2 separate regions of the Columba livia genome follow, and region 1 is linked to region 2. Evidence: chromatin contacts called from public Hi-C data. All regions are on one chromosome and are shown on one strand. The core of a region is the stretch at or near the end of the contact, and the rest is flanking DNA. Distances in the headings are between cores, read along the strand shown.

Evidence for each region. A called contact is a pair of places that touch in the nucleus more often than the background predicts.
Region 1: a contact with region 2 is called in a Hi-C map of crop, with 2.9 times the contacts expected there. The contact joins the enhancer-like site here to the promoter of UBTD2 in region 2. A contact is called at or near these places in 2 of 2 Hi-C or Micro-C datasets (crop and liver).

What each region holds. Positions count from the first base shown.
Region 1 is chr14:2,375,235-2,380,351 of bColLiv1.pat.W.v2, reverse strand. UBTD2 (ubiquitin domain containing 2) reads right to left here. Exons shown (of 4, transcript XR_010466091.1): 3 at 582-2,867. Among named protein-coding and RNA genes, the nearest start is that of STK10, 15 kb to the left of the region's middle. Within about 2 kb of position 3,766, at least 2 of the 3 cell types and tissues checked have an H3K27ac peak away from gene starts, as active enhancers do.
Region 2 is chr14:2,331,309-2,336,290 of bColLiv1.pat.W.v2, reverse strand. It overlaps UBTD2 (ubiquitin domain containing 2), which reads right to left and starts at 2,307. Exons shown (of 4, transcript XR_010466091.1): 1 at 2,147-2,307.

The DNA of each region.
Region 1 (5,117 bases), core at 2,517-5,016, 43 kb before region 2:
GTCATCACCTTGCTCCCCAGCATAAAAGCAATTAATATAAAACATAGTCATCTATTACACATTGCAAAACTGAACCTTTTCTAACTAAGAGAGGGCAGAGGGGAAGAAGGAGCTCTCCCAGCCCCTATACGCCATAATCTTGAAAACAGTCCATGATGACAATTGCCTAAAGAATAACGTAGTGTTTTAGCGTTCACAGTTACAGAATTGTCACCCCAGTTTGCTACTCCTTAATCTATCGTCATTTCCTCCCTTCCAGAAGGGACTGCAGGGAAATGACATCGTAAAGACCATTTATACAGTTATGCCATACAAGTAGTGTCTTCCTGGCATGAAACCACCCTTTGCCCAGTGAAAATCCAAGGGATTTTTGAGTTGTTTATACATCAGATATTTTCCCCCCTCTGGAATGCAAAAGATCTGGCTGAAAAAAAGCCAGTATAGTAAATGATATTTTTCTTAAAAGAACCCCACAATAGAAAACTTTTGCTAAAGATCAGTATTTATCTGTTTTGATTTAATATTTAAAAAGAAAAAAGAAAACCAAGTCACTTTGGTGTTGATGAGAACAGGGAACTCACTTTCCTTCGCACAGCTCTGCCGCTGCTCGTCAGTTGTCCTGTCCCACATCAGGGCCGAAGGAGCTGCCAGAAAACCGCAGGCTTAATACAACACAGGGACTAAAATGAAACCTGTGTTTATCAGGGGCAGGGCGGAAAAATGCATATGAAACATGGATCTGTTTTCCAACCATCAGCATAAATTCTGCGCCTGCTTCCATCTGCTGGGAATGACTCGTGACATTGCACGAGTGACTCTGCTGGCTCTGGCTCTGCGCTGATGCTCATGGAGCAAGAATTCCCTTTGAGTCCGAGAAACTGGGTTCTACGGAATCAATGAAAGAGCAAACGTAACAGCTTTAAAATTCTCACTCAAACCCACCAGTTTTGCCACCAGATGAGAAGCAGCCGGGACAACTGTAGCTTTAGACCATTGATGCAGAGAGGGAAGACAAAGCAATAAAAATAAGCTATTGATAGCTGAATAGAACATTTGGCTATGGAATAGCTATTCGGCTGTGGAAGAAGTGAAGTAATTTAAATGATGGCTGAAAAAACGAGCAAACTAGAAATCATGTTTAAAAGGAACAGAGCATTTGATCTCAACCGAAGGCATTGCCAGAGAGGGGTGCAGGGCAGCCAAAGGAACACAGAGAGCATCTCTAACTGAGGGAATCAGCAATTAGATTACCACTACCCACCCCCCCCAAAAAACATGCTCCGATTCAGATTTTTGAGACTACAAAAGGATTTGTCGTTTGCCGAAAGGGCTCCTCGTACATTCTGAAGGGAAAGCACTGGCTGTGAAACGGCACCGTCCCGCTCTGGGCCGCGGGGTGTGCTGGTGAGGACACTGCGCTTGTCCTGGCCGCAGGGTCACCAGAGCGAGGACACCGGTTGCTGCTGCCCACGACGCTCCCATGAAAAGCTGCAAACCGTGAGCTGCTGCGTCCTCCTCACCGTCTTCCACACTCTGTGCCCTCTAGGAACCGAGCAGGAGGAGCTGCAAACATCCACTGCGTCTGGGTGTAAATGCAGTGTAACCTGTGCCTGTCACGGCGGTGCCGCCGGACAAAGGCGATGCACCTCATGCTTAAGCACAGCGCACCGCTCAGCCAGGCTGCTCAAAGCTTAGTTTAACAATCTGAGTGATATAGAGTAATTCGGCAGTTGCCAGTCAGCCAGTAAACCTCAGGCTAAGTCAGTCTTGTAGCAAGTAAGTTTACAGTACAGTACGTGAGAGTATACATTAAGTTATTGCCTAAGGCTCCGGAGGGCTGTGCGCCCAGCTCGGGAGCCAGCAATGGCACAGGACCGTGCTGCCAGCTTGGAATGTACGATCGCTCGGTGTGAGCATCCCCAGGAGCTGCCTGCGCAGGACGGAGCCCGAGCGCCCAGCCCAGCGCTGCACCAGAGTTCGGAGGAACCAGAAAGGAACCCGGGAACACGCAATGCAGGGCATGCCCGGAGCAGCTGCAGTTCTTGCATGAACTGTGTCTGGTGCTGATATGAAATCTTATAAATTGATTAATATTTTTTAAAAGTGCTCTCTGTTGCTCTGGCTCTGTGGATCAGGACACCACCTGCGGTTTTAGGAATCGTTACGTTTCTGTATTAAGTGAACTACAATCTCTTCCCTCCCTCCTTGTACCTCCTCCCTTTTCTCTTCCCCTTCCTTTGCCCTTGCCCTGTGCTGCTTGCTGTTGCATTAGATATGAGATCAGGCAAACCCCAAAGGCCAGTTTACATTTTTATGTTTTGTTTTTGCAGATCTCCATCACAGATGGAATTTTTGCTGGTCATTTCTTGGAACCAATCCATTAGCAGGACAAACCGAAAGAAGAGAGGGCAGTGAAAACAAACCCCACGACAGAGACGGAGGAAAGAAGAATCAATAAACAAGCAGAAATCAGTTTTCCACCGGGGTGGGATTTGCTAAGGGCTGGCTCACAATGACTTGCACCACGTAGTCCTTTGGGATTTTCAGCTCCTCCAGTTTCATTTTGTCAGCCAGCGGCCTGCCCGAGAAGAACCAGCGCTGGCTGCCCGGCTCCACTCCCTCCACCGCGTGCAGCCGCCTCTTCATGTGGTACACGGTGTCCATGCTGCGGACCATGAGTTTGAGGTCTTTGCCTGTGGACAGGCGCAAACGGAGCTGGCATTCGTGCCCTGAATTGGGTGGGGGATCAGGAATATCCAGAGTCTCCAGGTCGCCCTTCTCCTCTATCATGTTGATGGGTGGCGCGAGGCAGTAGACAGGGAGCTGGTACCGGTTGCCCAGTTCATCGTAACACTCCGTAAGAGCACCTGGGGGAGGTAAGAAGGGAAAAGATTAACACGAATGCATCGTACGTTGAACATTGAAGCACTGACCCCACTGTTCGTCTGAGTGCTGAGGCTTTAAAGGATTGATTAAATATATATATCTGAAGTTTTCATTAAAAATTGCTTCACTTCATTTTCATGTGGAAACTTGAGGTTTACTTAAAAGCATCCCCTAAAAGCCAAATACATCCCTCCCTCCAGATAAATCAGGATAAGCTTCAAAAGCTGCGGGAAGGGAGAGATGAGGGAGGATGACGTTCTCCCCACGTCAGAGTATTTCACCCACGGCACAGCCTGAGGTTTGGGCCACGTTTGCACCCAGAAAACCGCACTCGGATAAATTACACGATCTTACACCCAAGCTCTGAAAAGGCAAAATGGCAAAGGCCGAAGGCAAACGACCACTATGAAAGAGAGATTTTCTAACTTCTCAAACATTCAGCAATTGCTGAAACGGTTTCGCACAGGACTCGTGTTTTAGCAAGCGCTGCCAGAACAAACAAACACGACCACCCAAGTCGGACAACGCTGCGGCTCCGCACACAGAACAGTGTCACTGCCCCAGCACACACTTCACATTTGCACAGCATCTGTAGCTCCCGTTTTCCAAGCCTTGAAGTTTCAGGAGTGATTTTTATTTCCCCGGACTCCTGGGAGGTTCCTCAAGATAACCCAGGTGCTCGTGCTGAGGACGAGAATTAATACACTTGCTGAAGTAACGAACTCAAGCTGCCTTCTTCACACACTTTGTAAAGACGTTTCAAGAACTACCCTGTTAAAACAGCAGGATTTTCAGAACGCGTTAGGAGCAAGAGAAGCCCGAAAGCAGAGCCCTGCTGCGTACAGCACACACAGAGAGCCAGGAGGAGATGCAGAGGAAGCTGCGTCCTAAATCACAGCAGAAATCCCTGCCCAGTCTGGCTATAAAAACCCAGATACACTCCAAGCAAATGCTTCTCCCTGTCTCGGATTTACCTGCTATAACAAACTTCCACATTTTTGCCCCTAGAGGGGGCACATTCACTTGCAAGATCACCCATCCCCTTGTAGCTGGAAACGTCTGAAGAGGAGCCAAGTCCTTGAGCTACACAATATATCAAAAAGTCTTTGACTTGGCAGTTGTGCACACAACACCCAACGGCTCCTTGGCAGAAACTAAGGGTTGTTTTTTAGTTGGAGATTTTTTCACGCCGACGGTGAGTTGTCTTAAACTTTGCTGTTTGATCAGCAAAATTACTGCAATATAAATTAATGTTTACAGATATATAAAGGGTGAGTGTCAGGAGGATGGAACCAGGCTCTTCTGGGTGACAACCAGTGACAGGACAAGGGGTAATGGGTGCAAACTGGAACACAGGAGGTTCCATTTGGATATGAGAAGAAACTTGTTGGGGTGAGGGTGGCAGAGCCTGGCCCAGGCTGCCCAGGGGGGTTGTGGAGTCTCCTTCTGTGCAGACATTCCAACCCGCCTGGACACCTTCCTGTGTAACCTCATCTGGGTGTTCCTGCTCCATGGGGGGATTGCACTGGATGAGCTTCCCAGGGCCCTTCAACCCCTGACATTCTGGGATTGTGTGAAAATGGTAACTTGGGGACACACTGTGTCACTCAGCCCACTGTCACAGCAGCATCTTGCACTGGAAATCTTTCTTTTAGACAGAAACCCCCTTTTTTAAGGATAACTTGTGTTGATGAAAACACACAGAGGAAATCTTTGGTTAAAAGGTCAATGTTTTGGGTGCAGCTGCTTTTGTACAGGCAGAACCGAAGCGGCTGTGGCCAGAGATTTACTGAGAAAACAACAAAAGGAAATGCAGAAAAATACCATTATACCACTGATTACAGTCTTGTATCATCAGTAATCTCAGGGCAAACCAGCTTTTATCAAAAGTGTACTGGATCTATATCTTTTGTGGTACTTTGTTATTTACAGACCAGGCCCTGAAGTTCCCATCCTTCGGTTTTGTTTTTCTAAGTCCACTTTGTTCTGTACGCCTGATCTATCTAGTAAATGTCACAGTACTAAATTCTGGATCACAGTTCATAGAAACAGAGAAAAATTCAAACTTCAACAGCCTTTCAATTCAGCCAGAACAGCCAAATTCATATCTCTGTTTAAAAGCCATGTATCTCAAAAAGAATGCTCCCGCTTTACAACAGCACATCAAAGAGTTAATTTTAAATACAATGGGGTCAGCTTGCTAAGGAATTCCTTCGGTATTCGAAGCTGAA
Region 2 (4,982 bases), core at 1,058-3,557:
GCTTCAGCTGGCTCACTTGCTGATACCTCAAGACACACGCTCTCTCTTGAGAGAGCAAGTTACATTTCATACTTGGCATGAGCACGTTTGCAGATATTGTAAAGCCAAGAGAATTAGTGCAGACTGGACTTTGACATCTCAGGTGTTGGATTTATAAAAGATATTCTGAGGTTCTTTCAGCTTAACCTACACCCCCTTTTCTTGTTGAAAGGCAGGAACAGATACGTAATGTTACAAAACAGGCTATTGCACACTGGAGCTGATGGTTTAAGACAGTCCTAAGAAGCCCATAATTCAACTGAAATTTCATCACTTCTCACTTCAGCGAGACAACCTTAAGGAACATTATCCTTAGAGCATGAATCAACACGAGCCAGCTGACATGCATTTCACATCTCTTACATCTCAAAAAAGCCAGCTGCTGTTCCAACGCACTAAGCACAATAGGTTATTTAACCCCAAAACAGCAGCGTGTCCCGGCGCGTAAACACCAAGCAGAAACGCGCTCCCAGCTGGTCCATCCAGGACAGCACCCGACGACCCTTGGATGGATACTGCCCACCCCACGCACCGCTACCGCCTGTGTCAAAACACTGTTCTACAATATCAGCCAAACTCTTGATATTTTTTCCCTCCTATCATCTCATTCATTCGGCAGCACAGGCAAGATAAGAGTGAGGAAATTAAAGCGAGGTTATTTCTGTGACATGATCTCACCTCATAACACCTAGCTGCTGAAGCAGGTTTAGGAACAAACGTCGGCGTAGCTTTTCACGGTATTTTCTGATCAAGATTTCTTGGGTATGTGATGATTCCTGCCATTCTTTTTCTTCTACTTCTAATATGCTCTGATCCTTTCCACACTCAAACTCTTGCATTTTTTTACTGGTTGATAAGTCCTCTTAATACAGATGCATTTTAGATAACCCACTTCTTCCCCCCCACCCCCCCTTTTTTTTTTCAATAACGGAAAAGAGTAAGGAAGACTCATACTAGTCACAGCTGTAAAATTCCTTTTAATGACAACGATGTGACTACATCCTACACACTTCTTAGCAGCTGGACTTTCTGGTATTTCTATCTGGTATTAATCAGCAGGTGGCTGCTTCAGATATAATTGTAAGTGCTGCATTTTTTTACATTATGGAATGACAGCAAAGTCACTGATATGACAGAACACCCACCAGCTGGGGCATCTGAAATGAAACCAGGCTGATAAATAATATTGCATAAGGCACATGGGAAAACGTGGACCTAGGTCAGCAATTTTCAACCTGAAATCTATGGACCCTGCATGTGTGAGGACTACTTATAAGTCAAGTTTCCCGTTGGTAGGCTGCCTTTAAATGACTATAAAGCATATACAGCTCAGCAGGAGAACATCAGGGGTCCACAAACCCAAGGCCGTTGAAAAAGCAATCATTCACACATTTAGGTAGAGAAAAACACAAGGGTAAAAGCCGCTTCCACTGCAGCAGTTTCCACACAAGCCACACTTGCTCAGTAGGTGTGCACCTCAACACTCGGCTGCTCCAGCATCTGAAGTCGCTGGAAATTGATTATTTAGCATGGTTAATTTTGGCTGGAGGAAAGCATCCATGTTACTTGGAGCAAATAAAAAGAAACAAACAAACCAACCCGCAGCAGTGCCAGGATCTAAGTTGTCTGAATAATTCTTTTCCGCACACCACAAGGAGCTGAGCCCAAGGAAAACAAAGTTTGGGAGCCCCAGGCAGGCCCTTTCCCCGGCCGGTCTCTATTTCAGCAGCCGCCCAGGCCGGCCGAGAGGCCGCTCCGCGGAGCCCCAACCACAGCGGGGCCGCCCTGCCCGCGGGGCTGCGCCCGCCCGGCCCCCGCCGAGCCCCGGGGGTGTGTGCCGGCCGGGGGAGCCCAGCGCGGCCCCCGCGCACTCCCACCGCCCCGGGAAAGTTACGGCCCGGGCAGCCGCACCGGGGCCGGGCGCGGGGAGGGGGAGGAGGCGGGCGCGGCGCCCCGAGGCCAGCGAGGCCAGCGCGGTTCCCCCGCCCGCCGCCCGGCTCGTCCCCGCCGCAGGCCCCGGCCCGCAGCGCCCGCCCCGGGGTCCCCCCGCGGCGCCGGGGGCGGCCCGCCCGGCTCCCCCCACCCACCCCCGGGGTCCGGCACTCACCTCCGGTGCCGTCCGAGTTCTCGTTGAGGCTGCCCGAGGAGTCGTGGTGGGAGCCCACACACCCGCCCATGGGGCCCGCCCGGCCCGCAGACCCGCCGCCGAGCCGCCCCCCCACCCCCCTCCCCCTGTAGCCGAGCTCCGCCGCCGGCCGGGCAGGCGCGGTGGCTTCGGAGCCGCCTCCTCGGTCTGCAACACCGCCCCCGAGGCGCGGCCTCCTCCCGCCGCCCGGCTCCGCCTCCGGCCCGCCGGGGCCCGCCCCGGCTTCGGGCTCGCCCTGGTCCCGGCCCGCACCGGGCAGGCCCGCCGGTCCGCCTGGCCCTGTGCTGAGGCGCCCCGCGGGCCGGGCCGGGCAGGGCCTGAACGCGGCCCCGAGGCCGCCGAGCCCGCGGCCGCACCTCATCCCCGAGCGGGCTCGGCGGCCCCGCGGGACAGGGCGAAGCCCCAGTGGAAGTTGGCGGACGGCCCTGGGGCGTCGCGATCGGCCCCGCCGCAGGGATCGGGCCGCTGGCACAGGGCAGCCGGGGGGGGAGGTCGAGGGCCGCGGGCTTCGTCTGGGGTTGCGGGGTCCGGCGGCCGCGGCTGCGGGCAGCGCTGCCGAGCGGCCCCGGGCGGCTTCGGGCTCGGAGGGCGCAAGGGTCGGGGAGCAGGGCCCGCCTGGCTGGGTCGCTGGGCCTCAGGCGGCGAGATGTATTTACTTTTCCTCACTGTGCCGTTTCGGGTTTTCCCGTGCTCTCCCGCATTTCATCTGCACATGGAAATAAAGTACCCACGCACCCAGAGATAAATCTGTATCCTCCTAATAATCCAACCACCTCTTGTGTTCACAGACTGCCTGTTTAAATTAAAATAAAAACTAAACAAAGTCACTGCTTCTTGGTCAATCAGCACCTGACTTCAGTCCTCTGAGAAGAAAAAAATTACTTCTGTGCACTTAGGGCTGCAACGGCTTATATTGTTTCAGCAGCAATCTTGACATGGGTTCAGGGAGTTAGGGTTCATACACTCTCAGATGTATTGACGATCTTTGAACCAACCAGCAGTAAGTCCGAACACTGAGAAATAGTGCAAAAAATAAAGCGTAGTAACAGCTCTGGGCTCCACACAAGCTCTGCTACAAAGAGAGCTCAATGCTCTGATGAGTAAAAGAGCAGAAAACCAAACTGAGCCTTGCAATAGCACATCAGCACTTGTTATTCTGGTATTTGGTACTGAACTCTTTCATAAGATACATTGTTGCTCTCCACTCACACTGTTTGTAAAACATACATATATGTGCTGGTGTGTATATAAACACTCGAGATGGGCCGAAGTCAATATTTACTGTCTGACCCCAGGTAAGAGGAAGCACTTGCAAGGTGCTCATAAAGTGCAAAAGACAAACCAAGACTTTTTCTAAATGTATTATCTCTTTTGAAAATTATATTCCTTCTCAAAATAAGCTTCACAGGAGGCAAGGACTGAACTTTGCAATCCGAGTTTCTGTGCTCTCATCTCGGCTCTGCCCTAGACACCCACTGTGGCCTTGGACAAGTCACATAACCTCGGTTGCTCTATTTCTATCAGTAGATTAATGTTTGTCTACATATCTCTTGGGTGTATGGCTAGGATTAATTAATTCTTACTCTTTATTACTTGTTAACTGCCTGCAATATGTGGGATGTAAAACACTTTGAAGATCAGAAATGTCATTTCACAAATTAAATGGTGCAGTGAATTGACTGTTCCATATAGGTACAACTACCCTCTATGGTTGGAAATTATTCTTTGTGGGTCATAAACCCAACGGTGCAAACAGCTGAAGGATTTTGTTTGGGCACAAGGTGCTGGACTGCATGTTGTACTAGAAGGGCCAGAGTGGTGGGTTCGTGGCCCAAGGTAATGCAGCATGTAGAGAATCCCTAAGTGGATCTACATTTGTATTCCTATATATTCAAATATTTTGTACTCTTCACCAGTTTTTCTCTCCAGCTGGGATCTCACAGTTTGCTTGCAGTCAATGGTGGTGGGTTTTGCCATCACATGATGATACTGTATGATACATCCCTGTTCTCTGATGATTCATCCTTGCGTGGGAACTAGTATGAGATGCTGGCAAATTGCACCAATGCTGAAACTTCTGTCTCAGGCATCAACATTTGGATTTTTTATCAGTGCTACCCAGAAGTGTAGTATTGAAGTCTTATCACTTACAGTGAAAGTCTACCCAGATCTCTTTCATCTTTTGACAGATGAGAAAGGGAGACACGAGAGATGAGGCTATTTGCCAAAGATCCTGCAGGAAGCAGAAGCAGGAAAGGACCATGGAGTCCAACCGCTGTGTGATGCTGAGCCCATCTTTCTCCTCAGAGAGTCTGAAGAAATTCAGCAAGTTGCTATTTTCAGATGTACTTCTGCATGGCTCTCCCTGAAAGCTAATGAGGCTGTAGCCCCGTTTTCACAGGCGACGTGGTGGAGGTTTCCCTGCCCCACGTGATGCGCAGCACTCACAGTCAGATGCGGTTTTGAGGAGCGCTGGCTGCCATTCCAAAATTCCCACCAGCGATTGTTTTTAGGCCGATTGCAAACTAATGTAATCCATCCCTTAGAAAGCCACACCAAGGCGACTGGGATCAGTCTCCACCACCTAGAGACTGCAAAGCTGTGTGGGAACGATGCTAAACCGAGTGGAGTTTGTTTTCCTGGAATGACCAAGGGGAAGAAATCTACTGCACAGAGATGTGACCCCATCAGGACCTCTGCGAAGCCCAACGCCTGCTCCTGTGGACTGCTTTGGCAGCTTCTGTATGTCTTCTCTGTTAATAACAGGAGGAATGGTGATACTTCAGCTTTCCTTTGG